7 separate regions of the Mus musculus genome follow, and regions 2, 3, 4, 5, 6 and 7 are each linked to region 1. The links are chromatin contacts, called in public HiChIP or PLAC-seq and promoter capture Hi-C maps. All regions are on one chromosome and are shown on one strand. The core of a region is the stretch at or near the end of the contact, and the rest is flanking DNA. Distances in the headings are between cores, read along the strand shown.

Region 1 (3,994 bases), core at 10-2,509:
ACTTCTTTCTAGGTTTCCCTCTTTCCTCACAGGGGCAGAGAAATCTTCACTAGTGTGCCTCAAAGGGTGGGCACTACAGACGACCTGTTTGTTCAAAATGTTCATTCAAAGCTCAGACTTTCCATTTCATGCCAATAGGATGGAACCAGAATTTGAGGAGTTAAACCAGTCGTGCCCTTGGGGAGAGAAAAACTGTTGAGACACACACACATTTAAATTCAGTTTTTAAATGATGGTTAAAGTTCTCAGTTCTGGGTGGAAATGGGCTTAGCTATGCTGGATTTAGCCCTCTCTCCCGCTTCCTGGCTTAATGGCAGTGGGAAAGAAGAGAGGAGGCTAGAAAGCTTTAAAACGCTGGGGTGGAACCTGTGCCTTCTTCTAGACCCTCATCAATGTCCTGAGCAATCACCGGGCGCCACGGAAATCACCGTCCCTGGTCACAGTCTGTCCACTAGGAAGCAGGAGCGAGTGAGACGAAGTGCGAAGTGCCGGCCATCTGTGCGGAAGGGGCAAAGAGGCCCAGGGAGGAGGTGTGCTCTGCCTTCACCACCTAGCCGGGCATAGGGGAGCATTTGGGGGGCGGGGCATGGCCCCAAAGCCCAGGCTGTCTTTGAAACTCTGCAACAAATCCGAGTCCCGGCACAGTAAATCCAACCACTTGTCTCTCTCTCCATCTGGAATGCAGTCCCTCCCCGCCAGCCTCAATTTCCCCACCCGCGCCAGTGTATGCGTTTGGGAGGGCAAAGGTGGGAAGCCAGGCAACGAGATTCCCCCACGGGAAGGCTGCCCAGTTCCAGCCCCGGGCTGCTGGAAACCCTGAACCCAAACGGGAGGCCGGACGCCCCAGGCCAGGAAGCGGCCCCAGCCCGGATTTCCCTCCCGGGTGGGGCCGCCATGACTCACTCCCTCCCCCTTCCCTAGTTTCCTTGTTTGCATTTCTCCTCTTGGCCACGTGGCGGCGGGTGCAGCCATCACCGCCCCTAACCCGGCACCCGGGCAGCTGCAGGGGCAGATACCCTAAGGCACTTCCTACCCGCTGAGGCTTCGGGACAGGAGCTTGAACCCACTGACGTAGTCTCGGGTAGGGACTCCATCAGCTGTTGGTTCTGCCCCTTCCCCTATGCCCACCCCTACCGTAAAGCTCGTGCCTGCTCCCCGCCCCCTCGGCCTGTCCGGGGAGGGGAAGGGGCGGGCAGCGCAGGGGGTGTGACAGCTCCCGCCCGGACCAGTGCCAGCTGCAGCTTCGCTTGAACGCCCTGTGCCAGCTGGCTCTTACATCTGGGACGGAGGCGGAGGCTTGGAGTTCTTAGCCTTTGGGAAGGGGTGGGGGCTGCCCCACACCCCCAGCCCTCTATTCACCCAGGACAAACCCTATCTGCCTAGCCCTGCATCTTGCTGCTCCAGGCAACCTGTCTGACTAGGGGCTGGCCCTTCGCTGCATCTCGGGACTCACACTCATACCGCTCCAGGGATCCTGCAGCCTCTTGCTAGGGCGAGCACCGCGGTGTGAGCTGGAGAAGAAACATGAAGGTAAGGTGGGCCGGAGTCAGGGCCAAAGAAAGCTGCTGGAAAGGGCGGGAGAGGAAGCCGACACGTGGGGGAGTTTGGGTGGGAGAGAGTGGCGGGGAGGAGAATTTGAGGAAAAGCTGCTTCTGGGGATCTAGTGTGTGTACAAAGGTGGACATGCCTTCAGGACATGGGTAGTGAGGTGGGGCCGAATTCCAGCCAGAACTGAGAAGAGCCCCATCGTTGTGAGTTGAGTGGAGACCCCTAGGTGCGCCAAGCCAGCAGGACCCGGGGCAGGTCTTCCTGTCCCTCCCCCGGCTCCTGGCAGGGTTGCCGCACCTCCGCATGACCAGTCCAAGTCCAGAGGACGCTAAGCCAGGGGTGGTAGTGGGGAGGTCCAGCTCCTCCGGCCGATGGCTGTCCTCTTTCCTCCCCACATCACAGGTCAGCTGGCCAGGTGAGAACCACTGGCAGGTGGGCCCAGCTGTGGTGGAGAGTCCAGCTGTGGGGGCACCGCAGGTGGGAGGTCTCCCGGACGTGGTTCCGGAGGGCACGCTGCTCAATATGGTGTTGAAGAGAATGCACCGTCCCCGCTGCTGCTCTTACCAGCTAGTGTTCGAGCACCGGCGCCCCAGCTGCATCCAGGGACTCCGCTGGGTGAGTACCGGCCATCTGCCAGGCTGGGTCAGGGCTGGAAGAGTCGGGATTGTAGTGCTGGTGGGCCAGGCAGCTTTCTCCAGAGCAAATTCATCTGGGTGAAGAGAAGGCATTGAAGTTTGGTGGCAGTGTGTGTTTTGCTGGTCACACAATGAGCCTGTATGCCTGTATGCCCCGTGTGTATGGCATGCTGCGCTGCCCCATTCAGCCACCGGTGGGTGAGCAGGAAAGGGTTTTATCATTTATCCATCACTTCCATGTGCCAGGCATGGGCTTACATGTTTGAGTTCTTTCTGTGAGGCAGTGGGAGATGTGGGGCTAGGTCAAATGGGGGTGAAATTAGCTTGGTTACTGTTCCTGACACATCACCGTGGCAACGGTCTCCTTTTGTGAACAATTGAACTGGGCTGAATCTGTTTTTTGGCTCCTGGGGTGAGGTATTTGCGTGGATAAAGCTTGGCACCGGCCACGGGGGACTGAAGAGGTTTCAGGGTGGAGAAGGACTGCTGAAGGAAGCCAGTGAGAAAGACAGGGCTAGGGAGGGGGAAGCCAGGAACCAGGCTCCAGGCTCCAGGAGTCTTCTCTTTCCAACTACTGGGCACAACAGTCCTGTCTGTATGCTCTCTCTCTCTCTCTCTCTCTCTCTCTCCCTCTCCCTCTCCCTCTCCCTCTCTCTCTCTCTCTCTCTCTCTCTCTCTCTCTCCCTCTCTCTCTCTCTCTCTCTCTCTCTCTCTCTCTCTCTCTCTGTGTGTGTGTGTAGGGGGCAGAGGGTACTGTGTGGACGGTGGAGAGAAGACAGGAATGGGTGACAGTCTTAGAGAGGATCATCTCTCACCAGCAAGTCTTTTTGAGTAAAAAAATATCATCATTGGTTATCTCCTTTTCCTACCTTGTCCAAACACTACTTCCATTTCTAATAGAGGACACTGGGCTGAGAAAGCCCCAGGTGGGTCTAGAGGAGACCCTTGGACACTGGAGTTGAGTCCCTGCTAGCCCCTCTCTCCCTGCGTCTTTCTGATAGGGGCGGGGATGGGAGGGGAGGCTTGTCCTACCCCACAACCCTACACAGGCTCTGGGTCAGTCCAGTAGTTCCTGCTGCAATCTAGCCGGCTGGAACCCGCCCTCCCTTTCAGGCTATAATTACTTGTGCATTTCCTGTCCCCTTCCCAGCTTGGGGAAGCTAGGTAGGGGGTAGGAGAAGGTCAGTTACCGGGACAATGAGGTCACTGGGGAATTTCTTGGGATCGGAAGTTTGAGAGGGTGGAGAAGTCCTCTTCAATCTCGTTCTCCCCTAAGACCTCAGAAAGGACGGGCCAGATTGTGTGGGGGCTGCTGGGGTGTAAAGGGGGTCAGAGGTCTGAAAGCAAGGCCCTCTTCTGCCAGGTATGGAGGCAATGGGTCTAGGCTGCTTGGAATAACTGTTTCCCCTCTCCCCACCACGCCCATCCCTATGAGTGGAGTGAGGTAGGTTCAGCCTGGACATAAGAGGCTCTCTGACCCCCATGGAGGCTGCACCTCTTGGCTCTTTTGTGGCTCTTTTGATTCGTGAAGTGTTCCTGTGACACTGCAAGTGGCAGCAGGGTGTGTGCATGCACGGGCTGAAGAAGGCTCAGAGCGACCTTGGGTGGGCCCCACAGGCTCAAGCAAGACCGGACAGTTTTGGGGGGAAGTGGCTCTATTCTCAAATCCATCCAAATAATGATAGTGGCTAAGAGTCACAGTAGTTGTGTCCCATGCCCTGTGACAGCTTCGTCTTTGTCATACTAAATGTGCTCACAACAGCCTGCCTGGTGGGATCAGTCCTGATGGTTTCAATCTTACAGATGTGAGG
Region 2 (4,063 bases), core at 389-2,888, 1.1 Mb after region 1:
AAAGTGGTTTAAGATCTTTTGAGTTTTATCAGTTGAAACCTGATAGAAAGGAATTTCCCAGGATTCCTGAGTCCACCACCAAGCGTTTCCTGACAGGAGTTTATCCGATGTTACTAGGGTGTGCAGTTGGGAGGGGGGCGGGGTAAGGTAATCAAGACTTTTTTAGCTACGATTATATGTCAGATTCCTAACCTCCCCTCTGAGGAGAGTTCGGTCTCCATGGGGAGACTGTCGATACAAGACTACAAACAAATTCGAACAATCTGAGGACTGTGCAAGACAGCACAGGTTTATGAAGTCCGGACACCACATGGTTTAGAAAACAGAACTGCAAAAGTAGGACTGAGGAGGGGAGCATTAATTATAGGCAAGCCGAAAAAAGGCGTTCCTGGCTCCTTAGGTCTAGAGTGACCACCGCCCTTGAGAGGGGCGAGGGGACGTGCAGCATTCATTCTAAGGCTATTGTTTAAGTATGGCTGACCGGACCAGAGGTTTAGGATGAAGAACACAGTGTGTAAAGGGGAAATAGGGTCCTGCCCTGTCAATCATGAACACTGACACGGGCTGAAGGTACCCCAAGACTTTCGTGCCACGGAAATAGGCAGTGTTGCAGATTTCCTCAGGAAAACATTGAAGGCAAAAAAGTGTGATCACACCCAACCCTTTCCTCTATGCCCAGCCCAATCTCTCCCACGTCCCCCAAAGGAAGAGAGCACCAGGTCAAACTCGTTTGTTTATTCTTTCATTCAACCAGCATTTCGCTCTCCTCGGGGGTCTTTGTTCAACCGAAAGGGAAGGGCCCTCGCCATTCCGGCAGCACCGAATATTCTCGTCTAGGGGTCCCCCTGAGCCGCCCGGCTCTGCAAGACCAAAAGCACCACCGAGGGATCTGGGCTGTAGAGAAAGCTCCAGGCCTACATTCCAACGAGGGCGCTCTCGCTGGAAGCCCGGGGAGACGCTAGCACCAGGGGTGGGGTGGTAGCAGGAGGGAAAGTGTCCACCAAGAGGGAACAGGGCGCCCCTGGGCGGCCTCGGAAGAACCCAGCCCGAGGTTCTTTTATTAAAGGTGTGTCTGGCTTGCTGGTCAAACGCAAACCCTCCCTAGTACGCTGTGGCACGTGCAACCCAAAAGTCTATGCCGACACGCAACTGCGAGCCGCCTCTCATTCACCACCAGGCTAGCACTGGAGAGTGAAAGCACATCTAGGTGGAAAGATCGAGAACACAAACCGGCCCTCTGGGCAGCGTGGCAGCGCCCGCCCAAGTTCTGCGGGAGAAAAAAAAAAAAAAAAACCCTTCACGTAAATCAAATCTTAAGTCACGGGCTGGGAATGGTTATGGGGGGGGGGGCTGGGAGGGTAGGGTACTGCACACTCGCCGGCTGCGTCCCCGAAACGCAGCGTTGGAGACCGGGCTGGGAGGGAATCTAAGGGATCCGGCTCCGTAATTACAGCAGCCGCGGGTGGCGGCCACCCACGGGGCTGCAGTGCCCCGAGCCGCGGGGAAGCGGGGTGCGGCTGGCCCCCCGATTCGGGGTGCGGGGCAACCGGGAGGGAGGCGGAGCCCAGGTGCTGTTGATACACAAAGGCGAACGCCCGCGCCCCGCCCACTGACGCGGCGCCCCGCCGCTATAACTCGCGCTCGGGAAGCTGCTCCACACCGCGCCACGCCGTCGCCCGCGCCGCTACCCCTCAATCTCCGCCGGAGGATCGTGATCGCCATTCCCCGCTCTTTTTTTTCATTTTTCTTTAATAATTAAAGAGGAAAAAAAAATCCACCTCTTCTGCCTGTTGTTGGATTACGGGGAAATTTTAAAAATTTTTTATTAAAAAAAATAAAAGAAAAGGACTCCGTCACTGTTACATTTTTTCCCTCGTTTTACAATTCTGGTGTGTGACCGAGACAGCCCACGGGAGACGCTGCCGTGAGGTGGGCCAGCTCGCAGGGAGAGCACCGAGGTGAGGCGGGGGAGGGGCGGCGGCGGGGACGCGGGCGGCGCCGGCGGCGGGAGCGGGGGCTTGCGGCCACCCGGCCACAGCCTCCCGTTAGGGGGAAGGGGGAATCGCGCACGGGCCGCTCGGCTGCTTGCAATCGGGTCTTGTGCCTCGAAAATAATCGTCCGGTCCGGGCGTGGGGCAAGGCGAACCGCGCGAGGGCTTGACAATCAATCGCCCCTCGGTATTGCATCAGTTCCTCCCGGGGTAGAGGAGGGGCGGGTGACCGGGTACCCGGGGCAGTCCCCGGCTTGCCGGAGGCTAGGCTCGGCGTGCGCCCTGTAAACAAGCCCCGGCTGGGGCAGGGGGACCGGGCTCAGCGCCGGGGCGGCTGGAGGGGCGCCTCGGCGGGCGCATCTTTGTTCTCGCGGCCCCGCCGTCGGTACTTTTCCGCCCCTCGCCGCGCCCCCGCCCCTCGCTCGCCTGGTACTTTTCCACTCGCCTGGCGGGGGATGAATCAGCCGCGCTGCGCCGCTCGGCGGCGTCACGTGGTACGGGGGGGGGGCGGGCGGGCGCGCGCCGCAGTCCTGACGCGCCGCCTTCTACCTTCGCAGGCAGCCTCGAGGGCCAGTGCGCCGCCAAGGACAAAAGGAAGCCCGCGCCGCGAGCGAGCCGCACACCGTCCGTCCCTCCCGAGCAGCATGAAGAAGACCGAAATGGGAAGGTTCAACATCTCCCCGGATGAGGACAGCAGCAGTTACAGCTCCAACAGTGACTTCAACTACTCATACCCCACCAAGCAGGCTGCTCTGAAAAGGTGGGAAAAAGAAATGTGCTTTGCAAATTAAAAAAAAAAAGCCAGCTTGCACACACGGGTGCCTCGGGGCTGGAGGGATTGCTCATCGGTTACAGGCTAACGCGCACACCCAGGAACCAGAAGGCTCACCCGAAGCCTCGGTCTCCCCTGGCTCACAGCCCCGGAGAGAGTAGCCTGCTAAATTACCCGGTTGTTACTGCATGACAGATGGTATTACCTTCGAGAACACCTAGTTCATGCATTAACTTAAGCAGAACTGAAGGGCTTTACATGATGTAAACTATAGTTTTCGTATCTTTCAGTTGGGTTACAACGGCCTTTTTAAAAAAAAAAAAAATTATGTGTTTGCAGCCATTATGCCGACGTGGATCCCGAAAACCAGAACTTTTTACTTGAATCAAATTTGGGGAAGAAGAAGTACGAAACAGACTTTGTAAGTTAACAGTACTGTTATGTGCTTGGCTTTATGGAGTCAAAGAATAGTGTTACTTTTAGATTTCAAATCTGACTTGCCCGAAGCTGGTTTTTCTCCTTTTAATTATTGTTATATGTTTGGTTATCGTTTCCCTCTGTGTAGCATCCAGGTACTACTTCCTTTGGAATGTCAGTATTTAATCTGAGCAATGCGATTGTGGGCAGTGGAATCCTTGGGCTTTCTTATGCCATGGCTAATACTGGAATTGCTCTTTTTATGTAAGTATGTGTAAGTGGTGCCTGCCGTGCAGGGCAGTTAATATGATAAACATATTCTTGGCTCCAGGAAAAAAAAAAAAAAAAAAAAGCAACTTGCGGTTCAAAGTAGTCGGTGTTAAAAATAATTTAAGCTTGAAAGTATGGGAAATCCGAATCTCTGTTTTACTGCTATTATTGTACGTCCTCGTGCAAGCAAGTTAGACAGAACGTGGGATAGCGCTTAAAACTGACCGGTTAAGGCCAGCCTTTCCAGAAGGTATTGTTAATTGTAAAATAGATGGGTTTTATAAGTTGACGGTCTCGCCCTAGAACCTGTGACATAAGGAAAAGAAGGTTGGAGGTGTATAAGGTGTGGTGGTATTTACCTAGCCCAGATCATATTTGTCTAAGAGCAAGTGAGTCATAATTTTCTGGATGCTAAAGAGCAAATTCACTTTTTAAAAAGTCTTTCCGGATACATAGGATTGGTGCCTGACTTCTAAGTAAGAGTCTACTAATTTTTTTTTAAGTTAGTTGGCTGAACCTCCAGAAGTCATGTTTTGGAGGGTTACCCATTTGGGGGTCACTTACCCGTGGTTGATATGATGGAAGAGTGGTAGACTAGAGGTCAGCACTAGGC
Region 3 (3,936 bases), core at 747-3,246, 1.1 Mb before region 1:
TTACTCTCGGGGGGGGGGGGGGGCATCTTATAGGCCCTTAAAGCTTTTCTTTTCTTTTTTAATCTATGGGAAAATGTCCCCTTTGGTTTGCACTATGGGTTAACTTCTCAGAGTGACTCCTTGGGCGATTTTTTTCTTGTGTAGCCTCAGCCTTTTCACTTGTAATATGGAGATAATTCCACAATGTTGGTGAGGAAAGGGGGGGGGGAATATAAAGTATCGAGTACATAGTTAATTTGTCTCAACCTGCTTACTCCATGTATACAGTCTGTGCAGAAAGGTAATTCTAGTCTTCCCTCCTTCCATACTTGGGAGTGCGGGAGCTTGCCAAGGGTCTTATTCAGATTAACAATATTCCAACCAAGTAGCAGAGTATTTAGCTTAGTTTAAGGAAGAAGAAGAAGAAATAAAAGACAGGTTTAGAAGATTTTCGGGAAAATTAAATATGGGGTGGGGACACTCTACATTGATGTTTTGGTCGGGAAGTGGTTGTTTGGGGATCGCGAGGACACCGACAATACTTCTACTCCAAAGGGTCTTGGAGTTAGAAGACCTGAGAGTCGTCCAGCTTTCTTCCGGCCCCCAAACGTGGCAAGAACCCACCCTTTGCAGCGCCAGGCACGGTGCCTCACTTTCTCCATTTGCGGACTCCAGTTCCCAGGATGCAGAGCTGCGGCCAATCTCCAGGCTCTCTTTTCACCCCCCACCCCCCCTTGGCAAAGATTGTCCCCCAGCCAAAGAAAGGAGTTCCAAGGGTCAGTGACTTTAGGGAACAGAATTAAAAAGTGGCCAGAATCCTAGCTTTACCACCCAGAAGGTAAAGGAGGCAGCTCCTGGGCCGTGGCGAAGAAGAGGGGGGCTTTATTCCCACGTGTCTGCCCGGCGGCCAGCCTGGCGCAGTCGGGGTTAATCTGCAGCGGAGGGATCCCGGAGCGTGTGCGTAGAACTGCAGAGTCACAGCCTTTCCTCCAAGAGGGCTGTACCCCTCCGCCGCCCCGCTCCAACACAAAATAGGGCCTCCTCTTCTCCTTTCTCCCCTTCTCGAGTGGGGTTCCCCAGGCAAAAGGGCCCCCTGGATCTCGCGCCGGACGCTCCACGAGTCTCTACGATCGCTGCCCAGCTCCAAGGCGAGGAAAGAGCCTCTTCGCAGGAACCACCCTACCGGCCGAGCAGGAGGCGGAGGGGGGAGGCGGAGCGGCGCCGCGCTGCACTACTTTCCTCTCCGGTTGCAAATGGCTGCCTCGTTCCCCACTTTCCGCTCAGTTTCCTGACCCCCCGGCGCCGGGAGCCGGGGTTGGACCATGCACCTCTAGACCCCCCGCGATCAGTGCCTGCCGGGGGTCTAGGGGGTGCCGCTGACCACAGGCGGCCAGGCCGGGGGCGGGGCAGCTCCCGAGGCCAGAGGGGAAGGGAGGCGAGCGCTGGGCCTGGAGCGGCCGGAGGGGAGCGGGCAGAGGGCTCGCACCGCCCGCCCCTTCCTCTTCCTCGCCCACCAACCCTCCTCCCTTCCCCGGGGGGAGCAGAAGGTGGGGGGCTCGAAGCCGCCGAGGGGGGACGCTCGGGGTCGCGGAGCCCGGCGCTGGGTGTGTGTCAGGTTCGGCCCCGCCGGCTCCGCGTCGCCGTAGCTCGCGCGGCCCCGGGGCGCCGGCCCGGCGGGGAGAGGGGCTCGGCGCGGCTGCGAGGGGCTCACGTTCCATCCGGGCCCGGCGCGCGGCGCGGCGCGGCGCGGCATTCCTTCCGGGCTGCTGGGGAGGCGCCTCGACGTTCCATCTGGAGAGCCTCGACGTTCCGCCCGAGCCCGGCGCGGGCGGCCGGGGCGCTGGCCGGGCCCTAGGACTGAGAGGCCGCCCCGCGACGCGGATGCGGAGCCTGCTCGCCCAAGATCAAAGCCACCGGTGCTCTCTTTGTGTCCGCTCGGGATTCGCCGCCCTGGGGCTGTTCATGGAAACCTAAACTGCTGGAACCTGAGGCAGAGAACCCCTGTTGGATTTTTGCTTTTTTTTTTTTTTTTTTTTTTAAACCCCCGGGGGAAGGGTGACCACTCCGACCTGGATTTACCGTTCTTGGTCTCCCTAAGCCCCCCCGAGTGGGGGGCGGCTGTGCTCGCTCTGGCGGTTGGAGGTCGGGGAGCGGCCCGGGCTCTGGCCATGTTCTCGGATGAGGATTTCTGGATCGCCCTGTGAAGAGGTGAGTGAAGTCCGCCCGGCCTGGGCCCAGAAAGGGTTGGACTAGGGGCACAGCCAGATGGACTATCTTGGCCGGTGGCTGGCCTTTAGGTTGGAGAAAGGGGTGCCAGAGCTGGGGAGGGTTCCTTTGGCAGGGTCTGTCAAGGGAATCTGAGCCAGTTGCCACGGCAGAACCGAGGCCTGGTTTCTTGGGGTGTGCCTCTTTAAAGATTGGGGGTTCAGGGAACTACAGGAGTTTGGGAACATGTCCAGATAGCCTCTCTGCCTGTTTATTTTTGTGTTGAGGGAGTTCGACCAAACTAGGACCCAGGCCCTGATGCCAACACCAATCCCAGGCTGTTGTCCCCCACCCCCACCCCCAGGGTTCCTTGGGACAGAGCAACTTGGTGGGGGGATGCCACTGCCAGGTCCCACATACTGCCAGATTGGACTTTAATGTTGTTCCTACCTACCTGGGCACCCAAAACAATCCGTGGGAAACTCAAGGAGCCCTGAGTCCTTCACCCGGGAGGTGGGGGGGGGGGGGGAGGGTGGGTGGAAACTGGTGCGATGAAGAGGGGAGCTGGGGCATGAAGGAGGTGGGGCTGGGGCAGCTCTGCCCCTGCTGTTCAACTTAACTACTCTGCCTGGCAAAGTGACCCCAGCAAGGCCTAGTGGTGTCTTAGCCTGCTTCGTTTCCCCTCCTCTTGGGATGGACATAATCTCCGGGGGATTATAGAGGAGGCCGTTGAGATCTGTTCTCTACGAATGTGGGCTGCAAAAAAATGGCTTTTGTCTCTTGCTTTCTCTGGGCCTAGTGTAGAGTTAGCTGCCCATGAGTCCCTGGCCAATCCTGAAAGCCCCCGCCAGATCTCTACAATGCTTTTCTGGCTACGGAATGGTAAATAGTTCTCAGGTGCTGCCCCGGCTCTGCAGAGTAGGCTAGCTTGTGCCTCTTTGATGGAGAAATGACTTTATTTGTGCTCTTTTCTGCTGGAAGCCAGTGTTTCCAGCCCTGGTAGGAGGTGCTGGGGAGAAGGGGTGTGTATCTACAGCAGGAAGGGTGCAGCATGAGCCTCCCGCCTCAGCCTCTGGGCCCCGGGCTGGGGACAGCCTCTCTCACACCTGTCATGTTGCCCAGCAGGGATTTGGCTAGTGCATTTTGCGCCCTCATTCCACCCCCTCCAAAATACATTTGCTAGGTCTCCTTGAGTATTGTCTCAGAAAGGGGAAAGCAGGGGGTTTGCCCTTGAAAGCTTTCTGAGAGTTGGCATAGGGGTGCGGGGTAAAGTGAGCTGTCATCTATGGTCTCTGCCTCTCTTGTCTGCTCTTAGATAGCATCCTTAGGTGAGACTGTACCTTGTTAGCTCTGGCTGATCCCCTAGGCTACCCAGGGACAATGTGTTACCATTTGGATCCTTCCTAGAGGGCTGACTGAAAATGGGGGAGGAGAGAGGTGTGGTTTGATTCTCTAGCTGGGAACCAGGAAGTCCTGAGTCCCACTGAAGAGCTGTTCACTCAAGGGCTCCAGCCTTTCACCCCTCCAAGCCTCCATTTCCTCCCTTGCAGAGAAAATGGAGTGAAGCCTGTTGGTCTAGGGTGAACACAGGAAGGAGAGTGGTGGGGTAAATCTCTGCCACCTCTCTGGGCTGTTTTGGGTGTTTTTAGATGTAAGACTCCGGGTGTCAGCTCCCTAGCTCAGAGCAAGCCTGGCGCAGGTATTAGCCTAGTTTCGATCCAGGGAAAACCCCCTTGGGATATATGTGTGTGT
Region 4 (3,903 bases), core at 655-3,154, 1.2 Mb before region 1:
TTAGAAAAGTAATCTGACTTGGGCATGGTGAGACATACCTGTCCCTAGCACTCTGGTGGCCAAAGGAGGAGGCTGTCATGTTCCAGGGCACCCTGGCTACAAGGTAAAAACCCTGTCAACAAAACAAGAAGAAAAAAATGTGTGTGTGCCTCCCCGAATTCAATCCCTAATGCCTCAAGTCCATAAATAACACACAAAACCAAAAGGATATTTTAACGTTGTCCCTTTAAAAGAAAAGCATTCCAAACTGCTCTTCTCTGAGCTAAGCCTGGAATTAAGGCGAAGGGGCTTGGCTCAGGCCTCGAGCCTTGTCACATTCCACAAACACTTGGCCCATCTGCTGTCTGACTGATTTTCAGACCAGAAGTCACATGTGGCTTCAGCTCTTGACAGCTGAAGTTGTCTTCTTGTGGAATTGGAATTTCAGTTTGGGACTGGTTGGGATGAGTTCACACACACACACCCTAAAATCAGGTTCTGTGGGTTAGAGAAAGCTCTCTGAGCCAGGAGGGATAGGCGGACATTTTAGAAACAACACAGGCTTATTTGTTGGAAACTGCCCCCAAATCAGGCTTGTTTCATGTCTAGTACTGCTCATTGCTCGTGTGTGTTTTGGTTCCTACTAAATTTCATCTGCCCGCTAAGTATCCGCTTGTATTGTGTTTAGAACAATGGAATATTTGTGTGCTTCTGTGAGAGCTACACAGCAGGAGACTGGCTGCCCGCAGCTGCCCCAGCCCTCAGACAGCCCTGAGACCAGCCTGGTTAGCCCTCCTGGAGACCCTTCAAAGGCTCCCTTTCACATTCGAGGCTCAGCTAGAACAAATAAGCAGATGTCACCGGCTTATCTTTACGTTTGTAAGTTTAAAAAAAAAAGTTGATAAAATTTTTCATAATATTTGAAAAAAATATTAATATTCACAAATTGTGAATATTCATAATTCTGCCTTGTGTTGGTTGATGGCAGCTACCCCTACAGTGGGCATTAGCAAAGCTTTTAATCTCGGGGTTCGAAGTTCCCAAAATATGTTACCTCATATTTTAAAGAACCTCGATTTAAAAATCATAAGCGCTTTTGGGGACAAGATCTGTTTTGCACTTCATATTTTCCACACATACGTCGAGGCTTTAGACATGCAGCAGATATCCATGGAGTTCATGAGTATTAGCTAGATGCTCTGGCACACGATGGTAATCCCAGCACTCAGGAGGCAGAAGCAGGAGGTTCAGGAGTTCAAAGACAGCTCCCACCCCCACCCCCACCCCCATCCTTGAAGGTCTCAAAAGAAATAAAGCAACTAAGAAAAGCATTAAAGAGACAGCGAATGTGAGCTCATGCCAAGTTTAGGCCACACCATCGGCACAGTACAATAACGCAACATCATTTACTCCAAAAATACCCTAAGTGCTTTCCAGTCATAGATTATCTCATTTAGAAACTCAGGCTGCGGGGCTGGAGAGATGGCTCAGCGGTTGAGAGCACTGACTGCTCTTCCAGAGGACCTGATTTCAAATCCCAGCAACCACATGGTGGCTCACAACCATCTGTAAAGGGACCTGGTGTTTCTGAAGACAGCTACAGTGTACTCATATAAATAAAATATATAAATTAAAAAAAGAAAGAAAGAAACTCAGGCCGCGTCACAGGTGCGGCTGTGAGGGTTAAAGGGGGCTGCACTTGGAAAAGACCAGATGTCACTATCACCCTTTTTTTTTTTTTTTTTGGTTTTTCTGTATAGCCCTGGCTATCACCCTATTTTATATGTGACAAAGCTCACTCACACAAGAAACACCGCTAATCAACAGTCTTCCCGGCTGGCATTCTCCAGTTTTGTTACTGTTGTTTCTGTTTTGTTTTGGACAGAGTCTCCCGGTGTGGGACAGACTGGCTTCTTCAGTCTCCCAAGGGTTTGGGTCACAGCTGTGCATCCCCGTGTCCATCCTCCGGGACTTTCCAGGCTACCAACCACACCCATAGCTCCATTCCTTAACCACCCTCCCTCGAGCCACAGTGACGTGCTTCCTCTGAAAGACCATCCCAGAAGTGAAAGCGCTCAGTACACCAGGTTTGCGATTCGTTCCCTGGGCTACCTCACTTCGTGTTTACAACATCGCCTTTGTGAGTCGGCCACTAATACCTCAGGTGTAAGGAATAAAGGACTGGAGAGTGGGGGTTAACCACCCGGAGGCAGGGGGCTAACGATAAACGGTGAGAACACAGCGCGCCTGCGCTGGGTCTCTGCGCTTACCGTGCTGCTATGGGCCGCCTGCTTCTCTAGTTCCTCTGTGTTGTTAGTAACACTCCAGTCAGCCATAACGCGTGTGCCTGTTTCAACCCGCCCCGTGAATACAAACCCAGTTAGATGTTGGCTTGTGCCATGAAGTCATTTCAAGAGCTGAGTGAAAACAAGGGAAAGGTTCTGATGCTAGCCGCATCAGCTGGGAGGAAGAGGCAGAAACGTTTAAAAGGAGCTCCACAGGGCACAGAGAGGAAAAGGACAGACAAGTCAAACAGAAAATACAGCATGGCGCGGTTCCTGTTTCTAAAAGTCACACAAAACAAATGACACACTTATACACATACATCCGTGAAGACCGAAGGAGAAATGTTGGTAACATTGGCTCTCTGGACCGGGGCCTGGCTTAAAGTGACAGAGTAGTGACATTTTATAAGATAGTTTATTAACATAATGGGTATGTAAGAGAAAGAAGAACTGGGCGGGGGCAGAGACGTTGTCAGAAAATAAAAGATCAGAATAAATAAATCTAATAAACATTTAAAAAAAAGAAAAAGAAAATAAAAGATTACCCCCTTGCTGTAAAGGTTGTGGCAGGAACACACTAGGCTAAAGCCACTGGTCTGTGTCCATAGAGACAGACAGATGTCGGCTTAACCTCTCATCGTGAATTCGATGGTTTTCAATATTTAATATTTCTTACTTCTACCAAAAAGGTTCTCACATTGTGGCTCTCGGAACTGGACCAGCCTGGGCGGGGGAGGGGAGGTATCGGCTGTGTTTCTTTGTGTTGTTGGACTAATTTCCTTATCTACCAAGAGGAGAGGCTAGAAAGAGACAGGCTCCAGAGAGTGGTGTGAGGATTAAATGAGAGAATAAATGGACAATAACTCAGGCCACAGGGACATGTGGGCCCCAGCCCTCCCACTTCACCTGATCTCTAACTTTATCTTTAAGATAATTAAATGTCCCTCTCTGAGAACTTTTGTTGTTCATTACTAATGGCCTACATCAACGCCAAATTAAACGAATAAAGCCTTGGAAATTTGGTATAATAGCTTGACAGACAGGCTTCATGGATTTGAAGCTTTACATTGTGCAAATGTATCTTTCTAAGCATTAATAGTATGGTTCATCTATTAATTTTAAGAAATATATTTTACCGGATTTAAAAAATAATACATCTCTCTTCCCTGAGACATTCAATTTTTTTTTTTTTTTTGAGAAGTCAAATTTTTGATGTGAGAGACCAATCACCCAGATCAGAGAGGCCATTTAAAGTACAAATCAGCCGGGCGTGGTGGCACACGCCAGGGGCAGGCAGATTTCTGAGTTCGAGGCCAGCCTGATCTATAGAGTGAGTTCCAGGACAGCCAGGGCTACACAGAGAAACCCTGTCTCAAAAACCTCAAAAAAACAACAAACCAAAAACCAAAAAAAAAGTACAAATCAAAAACGTAAATAGTTTTGCATCTTACAGCGTGTTTATTTACGACCCCAATAAAACTTAAGACGCTTGTGAAATTTCAGTAATGAAACCCATAAGCCTTGTATAAAGAGGATTTCAAAGATAGAGAAATGCTAGTGTCACTGGTATAACTTAATACAAGAGAAGAAGTGAGAGCCCACTCATAACATTAACAGCAATAAGAGCATGCACACACCC
Region 5 (3,718 bases), core at 954-3,453, 2.0 Mb after region 1:
GCCATCTCCACCAGGGCACTTCTGCAACCGCTGCCCACACAGGACTTCTGTGGCTCCTTGGTAAAATTGAGCAAGTTTTTAAGAAAAGAAAAAAAACAAAAAAACAAAAAACAAAAAACTGTGCCCCATGGGTTCACTCATCACTGCACCTTTTGGGTTACTTCCGATGGTCACGACTTAACAAGGAAGACAACCATGGGAAAGATACCATTTTCAATTCTCCATGTGGGTTCATGCCAGGCAAGGAGGCTACTCCTGCACCTAAAGCGGTACCTAAATATTGAACAACGGCCAGAGTTAGTTCTCTAAGTACCGAGCAACAACCTGAAGTAACTGTTTATAAAGCCGGGCAACCCGGCCTCCCAGAAGACTCGGCTTCACACACGCGGGTGGAACACCTCCGTGATACATCTTCTACTTTAAAATGGTTTACTTTCGTTGTTTGAGGTTTGCCTTAGATGACGTTGGGGCCTCGTGTCAAAGTAACTTTCCTGCTCTGAATTTTAAAGCTAAGCAAAATTTAACAGAAATTAACATGGGCGCTGATTATGCTTTAAACAACTATACAACGCTCCCTCTAGTGAGGAGTCCCGAAGAGAGAGACTAACCAAGAGCTTTAACACTACAAGATTGGAGGCAGAGGTTTCAATTGCAGTCCTCCATTTCACCAGCGCCTCCTCTCCCACTGTTGGATTTAGAATTAGTTCATAATAGTCTATCAACCTACTTCAGTAAACCTTCAAGAAGGCTTATAATTCTGTAGTAACATAAACGTTCATAGGTTTGGTAAAACGTCTGGGACAAAAACATAACTATGATCCACATGAAATTCATAATTCAATAAAGGACAACCAAAAATTGCCAGGACCTGCTTAAACGTTGCCTGTCCAAACAGGCTGTCTGCTATCTAAAGTATGAATCTAAATACTGGAGGCTACAGTAAGAAGAGGCAGAGGTAGTTAACTACATCGGCTGTTTTACTTCGTGGAACAAGCATGAATTACATGGGTCAGTAAAAGCAAAGCCAGCCTACTGGCAGGGTCTGAAGACAACCTATGATGCCTATCATGTAACAGAGGCTAGACCAAATTAGATTTTCTTTCTAAATTGAAATCTGAGGGCAGCAAGGGCTTACACTCAGAGCCTCTTGCTTATGTCAATTTCTATTCCGGCTGGATCTCACTTGAGTGCCTCACTATGACAGACAAGAATATTTCCCTAAGAAACTAACTGTGCTAATACGAGTGTAACTTTTTAACGCTGCTCCCGTGGGTGGTATTTTATGTAAACGGTCACTTAACTGTTCAGTCTCATGAGACAAGAGCATCCTACATCCTTTACCCAATCAGCCGCCAGGTGCAGAGCCTTAACTTGCTCAACTCTGGGAAATCAGAAACTTCTACTTGACAGTGTGAGGCTCCAGGAAGGCTAACCTGGGCACACTTTTCTCCTCTCCTTAAAAAGGAATACTATTTGCTCTCTCCACAAAGAGGAGTGCCTGATAAACCGCTGTCACAATGAAAGGCCAAGGCTAAATCGCGGCGTGGAATTCCCAAGTTCGTCTAGACCTGGGAGTTACCAAATTCCTTTGATTGGTCTGTGAGCAAAACCTGAAAGGAAGGAAAAGCCACACCCAACTCCTAAATTTACTTTGTAAAGTGTTTGGAGGCCTTGAGAGGGAACATTTTGACATCCAGGAGGCCTGATGGAAACGTGCCACGGTCCTCCGCCCGGCGTCGCCCCGCGTCCCTGCCCCGCGCCCGCGGCTCCAGCCCTTTTGTTTGTGTCTCTGCGGGCTGGTGCAGCGGCGCAGCCTGTGGCCTCGGAGAATCCGGCTCAGGTGTGTCGTGAACCCGGGAGCAGGGGCCCCCAAAACACCGCCCGGAGCGGACGCAGGAAAAAGACCCGAAGTTGCTTGGGAGGTTCGGCTTCCGCGCAGAGGCGTCCGCCCCGGATCCCCCTTGCCCTGGCCCCGGTTCCGGCACTCACCAATGTCTCCATCCTCATCGTCGTCCTCCTCCAGCTCCATGTTCAGCAGGACCTTCCTAGTCATCATCTGCATGTCTCCCGGAGACCGTCACTCGGCTGCTCTCGGCTCCGCTCGGCTCCGCTCGGCTCGGGCCGCAAGCTCCGCTCTGCCCTCTCGGCACTGCCCCGCTGCGCTCCGCCCGCGCTCTGCTTCAGCAGGCGCTGCTCAGCCTGCGACTGAGCATGCCCAGAGGGACGCCGCCGCTCCCGCCCCAGATCAAACCGCCCCGGCTGCGAGGAGCCTGGGAGGAAGTCGGGCTGGGGGGGTTGGGGGAAGGGGAGTGGCAGAAGCCGGGCGAGCCGCGCCGCGCCTGCGGGGAGCGCTGCAGCCGCAGAGGCAGGCCGGCTTCTATGAGCTCACGAGGGTCTTTAATCTGCAGAATGACGAGACGTTGCAAGGTGCCCGCTTAGTGTGGGGGAGGAAAACGACACACGTGCGCACGGAGAGCCCCTGTGCCCCCGCCCGAAGGAGCACATGCGGGGAGTGGTCGCGGGGTGCCCTCCAAGCCCCGGAACTAGGCCGAACAAAACACGCCATAGCTACGTGTAAACTCTTTAATAAGACAATATGGGAAACTGTAGTACCAGGAAGGACAAAGAAACGAAAGGGGGAAATGACGGTAGAGAGTGAAGGAATGCCGCCCTGACAACCCAAGGACTGGGGCGCAGATGCGGCGGGAGTACCAAGTCCTTGGGTCTGCACAGCTGCTCTCAAGGACGCTGGTGAATGGTGGCTTCCCTGCAGTGCCCGGGTTGTCGCTCACTCCCTGGAGAAGCACTTGCCTCCTGAGCCCGTTCCTAGTCAATGTTCAATGACAAGACACTACTACATCCACTGTGTGTTTTATTCTTTTATATTCTTACCCTTTTCCTCTTTCGCCTCTCAGATGCTAGGAGTCCAGCCCAGCACCCCTGGCGTGCTAAGGGAGTACTCTCCACTTATCTATAGTCCCAACCTCATAGTTAATGTTCTCACTTGAAGGGAAAAAACATTGCGATCAATAATAACGCAGGAATTTAATCACGAATATGCACTAAAGGACAGTACAAATTAGAGAAAACGTCCAGGAGACGCTCTCCTTGCTCCTTAAGCTCCGGTTTTTACCAAAGAAGACTACTTGTAACATGAAAAGTAAGTGCAGAACTCTGGAGATCTTGAGAAGATGAGGAGACTATGAGAGGGAGAGAGAGGAAGAGAGGCCGGGACCAGTAATGCTAGCAATGACCCCTATGGCCTGAAATGCCATCTGCGACCTGTAATACCAGTTATGACCTATAATGCCAGCCCTCCAGAGGCCGAAGCAGGGGGACTCTGAAGCAAAACTCGGCTTCAGGACAGACTGGGAACTGAGAAGGGAAGGGAAGGCTTTAGTGAACTCTCGGTTCCAGAGGTGTGTGGGTTGCAGGAGGAAGTTTCCATCTTCATTTAGCCATGGCGATTTTCGTGCGCTGAGTCCGCTGAGTCCGGTACTAAAAGTTTTTACAGTGGTCGCTTCATCTCTGCCTAGGAGTTACTGCCACTGTTTCACCTGACCGCCCGATAGGTGAGCATCTTGTCTGCAACCACAGATAGCCAGTGTTGGGGTGGCCCTTTTACTATATGCACCTCAGAAAGTGCCTCCAGAGGCCTTTCCACCCACTTCTTCCAACCCACCCGGTCTCATCACTGACCTGCTAGGTTCTCTCAGCA
Region 6 (3,697 bases), core at 727-3,226, 1.1 Mb after region 1:
AGTTAATACCCAACTAAAGTGAAGAGGATTAAATGTGAAAACAGCGAGAGTGCGTAGCCGAGAAGCATAGAAAGCGTGTAGCCGAGAAGCTAGTGAGTAGGACGAGCTGGGTTCCTATTTCATTCAGCTCGAACAGCCCTGAGTAACTAGTCGTTCTGTGTACAGGAGCTGGCAAGTTAAGTAACATCCTGAGCTAAAAGGCTTGGGATCATGTTCTCTGCAACACCCATGAGTGTACATCTTTTTTTAAAAGACGCACAACCTTCAACAGGCTTTTTTTTTTAAACATAGTTTTAAAAATACTTCATTTATTTATTTATTTATTTACTTACACTCCAGACCCCATTCCCCTCTCAGTCCACTCTCCCTCCAACAGTTTCACATCCCATACCGCCCCCCTTACCCCCCCTCCACGAGGATGTCCCTAGAACCCAACCCCCACCCAACCAGACCTCTAAACTCCTGGGCCCTCCAGTCCCTTGAGGGTTAGGTGCATCTTCTCTGGCTGAACCCAGACCGGGCAGTCCTCTGCTATATATATATGTGTTGGGGACCTCATATCAGCAGGTGTATGGGCGGGGGCGGGGGCGGGGGCGGGGGGGGGTTAGTCCAGGTTAATTGAGTCTGCTACTGGCCCATATACCTATTCAGGGTAACTTATTCAGTCATAATCGTAACAAAATCGTAAATTTTGACTTCCTCTAGGAAGAAAGGTAAAAAGAATGGACTTTCGGTGTAAACTTAGAGTGTTACTATAATACATAAGTTTTTCACACAAAGAAGGAGCAACAGGACAAAAAAAAAATGGGGTGGGGGGTGGGGGGAGATGCTGTGTTTGAGGAAGAAACTGCCCTTCTGATTGCAGTGACCTTCCGGTTTCCAGGCATGTTCAAGAACACACCTCCCACTTGTTTCTTTGGAAGCCAGTGTTTAACTCACCACGACCATTTACGGCCATTGGAAGGGAGCAAGAATACCAGCCACTAAAAAGCTTAAATCTTGGTTGGCCCCCCACTTTCCCAGAGGAGACTGAAAATCTGTAAGCACCGCAAAACAGCATTCATTACTCAGCCTCTTGAAAGGCTCCAGGTAGAGTCATTTTTGAATCATGATTCAACCGCCATTTCTTGTTTTGATGGAACAGTGATGGCTAACATGTTGATGGCTAACTTTATGTTTAAAAATCTCTGTGCTTAAAGCAAATTTCGACCTCCAAATGTTAAGCGCTACTAGGGGTTAATCTTTATTATTATTATTATTATGGTTTTTTTTTTAACTGCTGGTTCTGCTTCTGTAAACAAGCTTGCAAGAGAACAGATTGAAGCTTTGTATTCTTTGCCTTTGTAAACCCTTGGCTGAGGTGTCTGGGTGCTACATTCGGAATTCCATCTCGGCGTCAGTGTCTGAATAAAATCCTCTTGGTTAAAATTTATTAGTGGTCAGGCTGATGAATCTCCGGCCGGACCCAAAACAGGAGCCATCCGGATGAGAGGGACTCAGGCTTCCACGCGGCAGACTCCGTGGTGGTGGTGGTCTCATTGGCTGGTGTGTAGGTGGGATTTCCTGTCGCCATTTTAAGGAGAAGCGACTGTGCCAGCCAGTCAGTTAAGGGGCTGCACTTCAGACAAAGAGTGGGGCAGGAGAAGTAACCCGAGGCGGATATGGCTTTCAGCCTGTTCCTTTTTCCAGGCCCAGCAAGGGTAGAGTCACGTGGCCGGGGCAGCAGGGCTATTGGTGCAGACCCCTTGGGTTATTGTCACACTCTGAGTCCCAAGGGGTCCCCAGAGCTGCTCTGGGGGGGGGGGGGGCGGGACTGTAGGTGTCCAGGTTTCCAAAGGTGTCCCCGCGCGTCCCGTAGTCCACCACCGCCCCTGGGTCGCGGGGCTACCCTCACGCTGCTCCCTTCCCACAATGCAACTCCGTTCGGTGAGGCCCTGGCGTACCCCAAGAGACGGCCCCCTGCCACCGCCTGGGCGAGTGAGCCGCTCCACCTCCAACCCCGAGGGTGCGGGTGCGGCAGCTGTGGCCCCAGCTGAGGCCCCGGGAGGGCGCAGGCAGGTGCCGGGAGGCCCGCAGCCTCCGTATGCTCGGGTACCACCAGCGCGTTGTTCGCGCATCCGCTCGCACTGCCCTTCCTGGATGCTCGGTGTCCGCCAGCCGCGGTCGCCTTGCGGTCTGGTAGCCCAGGGGGGAAGAGGAGCAAGAAGGCGCGGCGACCAGCGGCATGTGACCCGCACTGCTCTACCGCACACAGCTCAACTCCGCCGGCGCGCGGGCATGGAGGGATGATGGTCTGAAAGGCCGCGCTCCCGTCCCCAAACTGCCGAAGAGAAAGGGCGACGCGCCTCGCAGGAGCCAATGAGTCAGGTTGGAGCCCCTCCGCGCCGGGCGTGTGAATGTAAGTGCTGGCGGGCAGAGTGTGGGTGGGGGGAAACTGATGCAACCAGCCCTGGGAGGAGGAGGAGGAGGAGGAGGAGGAGGAGGAGGAGGAGGAGGAGGAGGAGGAGGAGGAGGAGGAGGTGGTGGTGGAAAAGGAGGAGGAGGAGGAGAGCTGTGGCCACGCCACTCTTCCTGAAGGTCGCCGGTAACCCGGCCTTTTACCTTCCTCCGAAACCCGCCACGCGGATCCTCCCCGCCCAGTCTTACAGACCTGGGGCCACCTTTCCCTAGCTAGTCCTTGACACAAAAAAGGACATCTAACTGCCGGGGACGGCCTGGAAGGGCGGACACTTTGGTGGCGCCTTTCCCTTTATTTCTCGAGGTAAGGTGCTTTTGGAGGGCAGAGGGAGCGGCGACTTGGAGGGAAGGGGAGTTTGAACAGGAAGGGAAGGAGGTAACTCAGACAGCCTCCATGTCTCGTGGACACGGGCAGAGCGTCGCGGCGCCTTTCTAGAAGGCAGGAGTCCGGTGCCCTTCCCTGAACGCAGGGACTCCAGATACCGCCGTGGCGTACAGTACCTTACTTTGTAGACCTGGTTTTATGGTGATGGAGTGTGCCACCAGATCTGGTGTCACTTTCGCGAATTAGGAACCAAGCATGCGATGTAAGGGGCATAAGGTACACCGAGGAGTGAATCAGTCTGCATCTTGGGACTGGCCGGCAGCGGAGCCTCGGAGACCGGCTCCCCAGCGCGGTAAACAGGTGCACGTTGGCTGCACCTCCACGGGCTCGGCCCCTGTCTCCGTTCCGGTTAGTGGGATGATGCTGGCAGTGACTCACTTTCCTCTCCCTCTCTGGAGGCTCTCTCCCGAATGAAGAGCCAGTGATAGGCTACTTCCTCTAGAGCCTGGTCCGGTGGGGCGGGAGAACAAAAGGCCACTGCTTGCGCAGGACCCTTGCGCCCTGGTCTCCCCTCCCCCGCACCTGGCCCCAAACGTTGCGGCAAAACGCTTATAAACTGGTCCGCTCCACGCGAGGAGGAAAACGCGCGGAGATCTCTTGTAGCCCGTCTTCATCTCTCCCAACCCCCGCGACAGCCCGGCTCCGGGTGCGGGACTGCTCCGCACCCTCGCGAACAGCGCGCGGATCCCGGTGCATCGCCCGCCGCTGGGTTTCGGCCCAACTGTGCTCGCACTAGACTCGAGTGCATATGGCGGCAAAAGGAATTTCGCGGTAAGCGCGTCACGCCGCGAACTGCCTTTCACAAGCTGCCTCGGGCCGAGGAAGGTGGCGCTTACTCCAGCCCTTTGTGTCTCG
Region 7 (3,940 bases), core at 357-2,856, 1.1 Mb before region 1:
GTGTGGGGCGGACACATGGAGCTCCCCTTGTGGGGGGGCCCCCTCCATTACCCAACCTACCGCCCTTTCCTCCCCCCCCCTCCCCACCCCCTGGCTGTGACTGCTGTAAGGTGGGGGTATAGAGAGAAGCTGGGTGATTCTTACCCGGGTTGTATAGTTGGACTATGTTATAACGCACAAAGTGAGCTGGCCCCAGGGGGAGCCAGAGGGTGATGGTGCCCTTATCTTCCTTTCCCTTCCTTTCCCCCCCCAAGCTTGTGCTGCAGACGAACCTCTTCCTGCGGGTAGCGGTAGGGTAGAGGGTGTGTGAGGCCTCAGACCCCTCTCTGGTGGAGCGAGGGGATGAAATGACGCTTCTATGCAGTTCTCTCCTAGGGGCTGTGGGCAGAGGGCATTTTGTAATTACTATTTTCAAGAATCAGATTATCTGGATTGTAGAGATGGGCTGGATGGTGGCAAATGGGCAGGCCTGCTGGAGGGGTAGGGCGGTTGCTGTTGTGATTTTAGGTTTTTGTTTTGTTTTAAATTTGGGGGATTGTGGATTGATGGGGGTAGGGAGATTTTTGGGTTTTTTTTTTTTTTTTTTTTTTTTTTCTGGCCTTTTTTTTTTCTTTTCTTTTCTTTTTTTTTTTTTTAAAGCTGCTTCCTCAACTGTTTCAAGCTGCAAATGTTTGAGAATAACAACTCCCCCACACTCCCACGGAAACCATTGTAATTAGACTAGACAGTGGGAACCTGGGCTTGCTGTCCCCAAAGCCACAGAGCTGAACGGTCTAGGCATTAGGTGGGGGAGATGGTCTCCTGTGAGTCAGGCTCTGGTTGGGGTTTGGGCCCTAGAACTGGGAAAGGAGAAGGGGCAGACTTTGTAAGCATATGCTAGGTATCCGATAGTCCTGTAGAATTTAGTGAAGAAACCTTATACAGTTTTTAATTTTTATATAAACTATAACTCAGACCCACGCTACAAGGTTGGAATTTTGGTTGTTGTTGGTTTTTTTTTTTTTTTTAAAGTACCCTGCCTGTATAATTGCATCAGAATCCCACCCCCAACCCCGCCCCCTGTGTTTGTATTTTGGGTTGGTTTACACTTGCACTCAATTTTCAGTTTCTCCCTTTTTACCTTCTACCTTCACCTCCAGGACCCTCCCCCTTTAAAAAAAAATAAATCGCTGACAAGTGTGAACCCGTGAAGAACTTTCTTTTGTGTTGTGTGTATCCTGTACAGCAAGGTTGGTCCTTCGTGACAACGGATGAAATGGTTCCCTTTTTTAAAGCGCTCTCTCTTCCTCCACCCCCAGCGCCCCTGTCCTTGGCATGTTTTGTATCAGCGATCATTCTGAACTGTACATAATTTATGTTGCGAGAGGCAAAGGGCAAGTTTTGGATTTTGCTTCTTCAAAGTTTGTTTTTAAACGATAAATAAAAAAAGAACATTTTAAATACAAGTGCCTCTGTCCCATGACCCTCGCCGTTGGCCAGATCTTAAGGTCCTGGAGAGCTGGGAGAGGAAGGTTACCCAATAAACCAGGCTCAGCCACCGCCGGAAGGGTGGGTTCCCCGCCTTCCGCCCTGCGGCTGGGGTCTGACGTAGGCGGAAGTGGTGCGCGGCACCGGATGTGGGGCGGGGTCTGGCGCCAGGGAGCTTTCCAAGCTGAGGAACTGGCGGGCGCTAGCAATGGAGTCGGTGAGTGGCGCAGGAGGGCGGCGGGGGGCGCTGTGGAGCCGGAGACCCCCCGCTAGGAGCCGGGGAAGGCCGGCCCGGCTTGGCGCTGGAGTCCGGGACTCCCCTTCCTCTGCTCGGGTGGGCGCCTCTCCTAGGTCTGGGCCACACCCGTGCCCGCCCGCCCGCCCGCCCGCCAGGGGTCCGCGGTACCCTGAGAGATAGGGAGCGGGTTGTGAGCTTGGAGCCCCCTGCCCATGAGTGCCTCAAGTCCTTTCCGAAGTTTGCATGAGAGCGGGGTTGTGATCCCGCGTATTAGGTGAGCGAGCCCGGCTTGCAGGGAGCTCCAGGACCCCGTTTGTGCGATTGCTTAAGCAATTGTTGGCATCCTGCGAGGTTCCATTCCTTTACTAAGCCCGAGAATTGAATTTTCCGCGAAGGAAGGAATCCAGGAGGCCACTGTGTCCCCTGGACAAGTTTAGGTCGTGTCCTGATCAGTGACGCTGTGCATGCGTGTTGACAGCTCGTTCTTGGCGAGCACCGTCGGCTCGGCTCTTTACAGATGCGGTAGGTTTATCTGCTACTTACTTGTTTGACCGACCTCATTCGCAGGAGCTTTCTCTGCCACTCCGAAGGCCCTCCCATCGACTTCCTGCTCCGTAGTTTTTAACCGAGTATCTTCTGAGGGCAGCTTGGGGTTTGTCTTCCCCCACCATATATCCATGTAATACTTGCAGGTTCGCTCTTCTTAGAATTGCGTTTTCTTTGAGTCAGTTACTTGGCCTGGAGTAAATTCTCTCCCCCTCCCCCCCCCCCCGCCCCTTTGTGTGCAGAGGAATAGTGTAACTTAGTTTATAAAGAAGGAAGGATAAAGTGGTAAAATGGTATGCAGGTGGTCCTCTAACCAAGGATTTTGTTTTTCTACAGAGAAAGCATTCTCAGCAAAAGTAGTTTGATTACATTAAATTTAAAACAACACGTTTCTAACTTGTAAATGTATTATTTACATTATAAGTGAACTGTGAGTATATAGTTCTAAAGCAACTTTTCTCTATATTTACGAATTTAGCCCTTTGCTTTATATATACTGGAGTACAGAGAGACAGAGATGAGAGGTACCGGGAAGGCTGTTAGTTAAGGTAGACTGTAGTAAGTACTGTCCTTAGGGCTTTTTTTTTTTCCCCTCCCCTGAGACAGGGTTTCTCTGGGTAGCCCTGGCAGCTGTCCTGGAACTCACTCTGTAGACCAGGCTGGCCTCAGAACTCAGAAATCCGCCTGCCTCTGCCTTCAAGTGCTGGGATTAAAGGTGTCCTTAGGATACAGACACCTGACTAAAGGAAGGAGAAATTACAGTGAGCCTAGGAGCAGAGTTCAGCCCATGGCTCAGTAGTGTTGAAACTAGATTTTGATGATAGTGTAAGAAAAGGTGGCTAAAACCAAGTTGGAAGTCTCTCTCTCTCTCTCTCTCTCTCTCTCTCTCTCTGAGACAGGGTCTCAGTAGGTAGCTCAGATGGTCTGCACAGTGTGGCTATGAGCCATCACTCGCTTGGGCTGTGGGCTTTTATAGTAAGGGGGCCAGTGGGAGATTTATGAGCAAGGCAGGCGGTGTGCTTGAGAATATTCTTAACAGCTTTCTGTGAATAGACGAAACCACTTCAGAAAGGAAGTTTTGTTTTGTTTGGTTTTTCTTTTATTTTGAAGTGTAAGAGAGAGAGAGATAGACAGAGACAAAGAGTGAGTGAGAGTTGGAGTGGGGAGGTGCATGGAAGGAATGCAGAGGCAAAGGACCATTTTCTGGAGTTGTTTTCTTTCTACCCTAATGTAGATTTGGGGATCAAACACAGGTCACCTGGCGTATGGGGTAAGCTCTTTTACTCACTGAACCACCTTCCAGGCCTTGGGAGGTATTTTCTCCAAATGAGCTACTTTGGCTAGAGAACCTGATCAAAGTCTAAAGCAAGGAGGCTATAGGTGTGGAGCAGGGAACGATGCTGGCTAAGGCGGAGCACTCTGGGCAGGTGGAGGTGTAGCTTACAGGAGGGCTCCTCACTTTGCATGCCCAAGGCTGTAGGCTCAGCACTGCCTTGGGCATGCACTCATTCACTGAAAGTTCAGGAAAGCTTACAGCTGGTGCACGGTGAGCAGCAGCTGGGAAAACAGACAGGTTTGGGGCATTTCTGACCTCAGAACCTGACGTACCTCTAAGGGAAGCAGAGCTACAGTCCCAGGCACTGGAAAGATGGCAGAGTTGCACTGAGGAAAAAAAAACAAACCGAAAGT

Evidence for each region. Promoter capture Hi-C pulls out the DNA fragments that hold promoters and counts their contacts. HiChIP or PLAC-seq counts read pairs in DNA pulled down with a chosen protein or histone mark.
Region 2: a contact with region 1 is called in an HNF4G HiChIP or PLAC-seq map of pancreatic cancer cells. The contact joins the promoter of Slc38a2 here to the promoter of Rapgef3 in region 1. A contact is called at or near these places in 9 of 39 promoter capture datasets (the 3T3-L1 cell line, the C10 cell line, embryonic stem cells and 4 more), 1 of 115 datasets of contacts at active chromatin or transcription factors (pancreatic cancer cells) and 2 of 9 other capture datasets (adipose tissue and liver).
Region 3: a promoter capture Hi-C map of pre-B cells shows a contact between it and region 1, with 2.5 times the contacts expected there. The contact joins the promoter of Kmt2d here to the promoter of Rapgef3 in region 1. A contact is called at or near these places in 2 of 39 promoter capture datasets (the 3T3-L1 cell line and pre-B cells).
Region 4: a promoter capture Hi-C map of pre-B cells shows a contact between it and region 1, with 3 times the contacts expected there. The contact joins the promoter of 4930578M01Rik here to the promoter of Rapgef3 in region 1. A contact is called at or near these places in 3 of 39 promoter capture datasets (the 3T3-L1 cell line, embryonic stem cells and pre-B cells).
Region 5: a promoter capture Hi-C map of pre-B cells shows a contact between it and region 1, with 2.1 times the contacts expected there. The contact joins the promoter of Ano6 here to the promoter of Rapgef3 in region 1.
Region 6: a contact with region 1 is called in a promoter capture Hi-C map of pre-B cells, with 2.4 times the contacts expected there. The contact joins the promoter of Slc38a1 here to the promoter of Rapgef3 in region 1. A contact is called at or near these places in 4 of 39 promoter capture datasets (the C10 cell line, cranial neural crest, hippocampal neurons and 1 more) and 1 of 484 Hi-C or Micro-C datasets (B cells).
Region 7: a promoter capture Hi-C map of pre-B cells shows a contact between it and region 1, with 4 times the contacts expected there. The contact joins the promoter of Prkag1 here to the promoter of Rapgef3 in region 1. A contact is called at or near these places in 3 of 39 promoter capture datasets (the 3T3-L1 cell line, the C10 cell line and pre-B cells).

The regions. Positions count from the first base shown.
Region 1 is chr15:97,764,931-97,768,924 of GRCm38.p6, reverse strand. Rapgef3 (Rap guanine nucleotide exchange factor (GEF) 3) reads left to right here and starts at 1,259. Exons shown (of 28, transcript NM_001177810.1): 1 at 1,259-1,530; 2 at 1,951-2,163. The coding sequence starts at 1,525. It overlaps Rapgef3os2 (a long non-coding RNA gene), which reads right to left. Exons shown (of 3, transcript XR_384421.2): 2 at 1,034-2,257; 3 at 88-550.
Region 2 is chr15:96,697,303-96,701,365 of GRCm38.p6, reverse strand. It overlaps Slc38a2 (solute carrier family 38, member 2), which reads left to right and starts at 1,638. Exons shown (of 16, transcript NM_175121.4): 1 at 1,638-1,958; 2 at 2,549-2,751; 3 at 3,103-3,184; 4 at 3,329-3,444. The coding sequence starts at 2,636.
Region 3 is chr15:98,869,265-98,873,200 of GRCm38.p6, reverse strand. It overlaps Kmt2d (lysine (K)-specific methyltransferase 2D), which reads left to right and starts at 1,996. Exons shown (of 55, transcript NM_001033276.3): 1 at 1,996-2,187.
Region 4 is chr15:98,983,966-98,987,868 of GRCm38.p6, reverse strand. 4930578M01Rik (RIKEN cDNA 4930578M01 gene) reads right to left here and starts at 1,904. Exons shown (of 4, transcript NR_045991.1): 1 at 1,783-1,904; 2 at 39-112.
Region 5 is chr15:95,789,328-95,793,045 of GRCm38.p6, reverse strand. It overlaps Ano6 (anoctamin 6), which reads right to left and starts at 2,203. Exons shown (of 20, transcript NM_175344.4): 1 at 1,990-2,203. The coding sequence starts at 2,062. All of the region lies in intron 1 of A130051J06Rik (a long non-coding RNA gene), which reads left to right.
Region 6 is chr15:96,641,192-96,644,888 of GRCm38.p6, reverse strand. It overlaps Slc38a1 (solute carrier family 38, member 1), which reads left to right and starts at 1,976. Exons shown (of 16, transcript NM_001166458.1): 1 at 1,976-2,398.
Region 7 is chr15:98,829,174-98,833,113 of GRCm38.p6, reverse strand. It overlaps Prkag1 (protein kinase, AMP-activated, gamma 1 non-catalytic subunit), which reads left to right and starts at 1,606. Exons shown (of 12, transcript NM_016781.2): 1 at 1,606-1,684. The coding sequence starts at 1,676. Kmt2d (lysine (K)-specific methyltransferase 2D) reads left to right here. Exons shown (of 55, transcript NM_001033276.3): 55 at 1-1,445.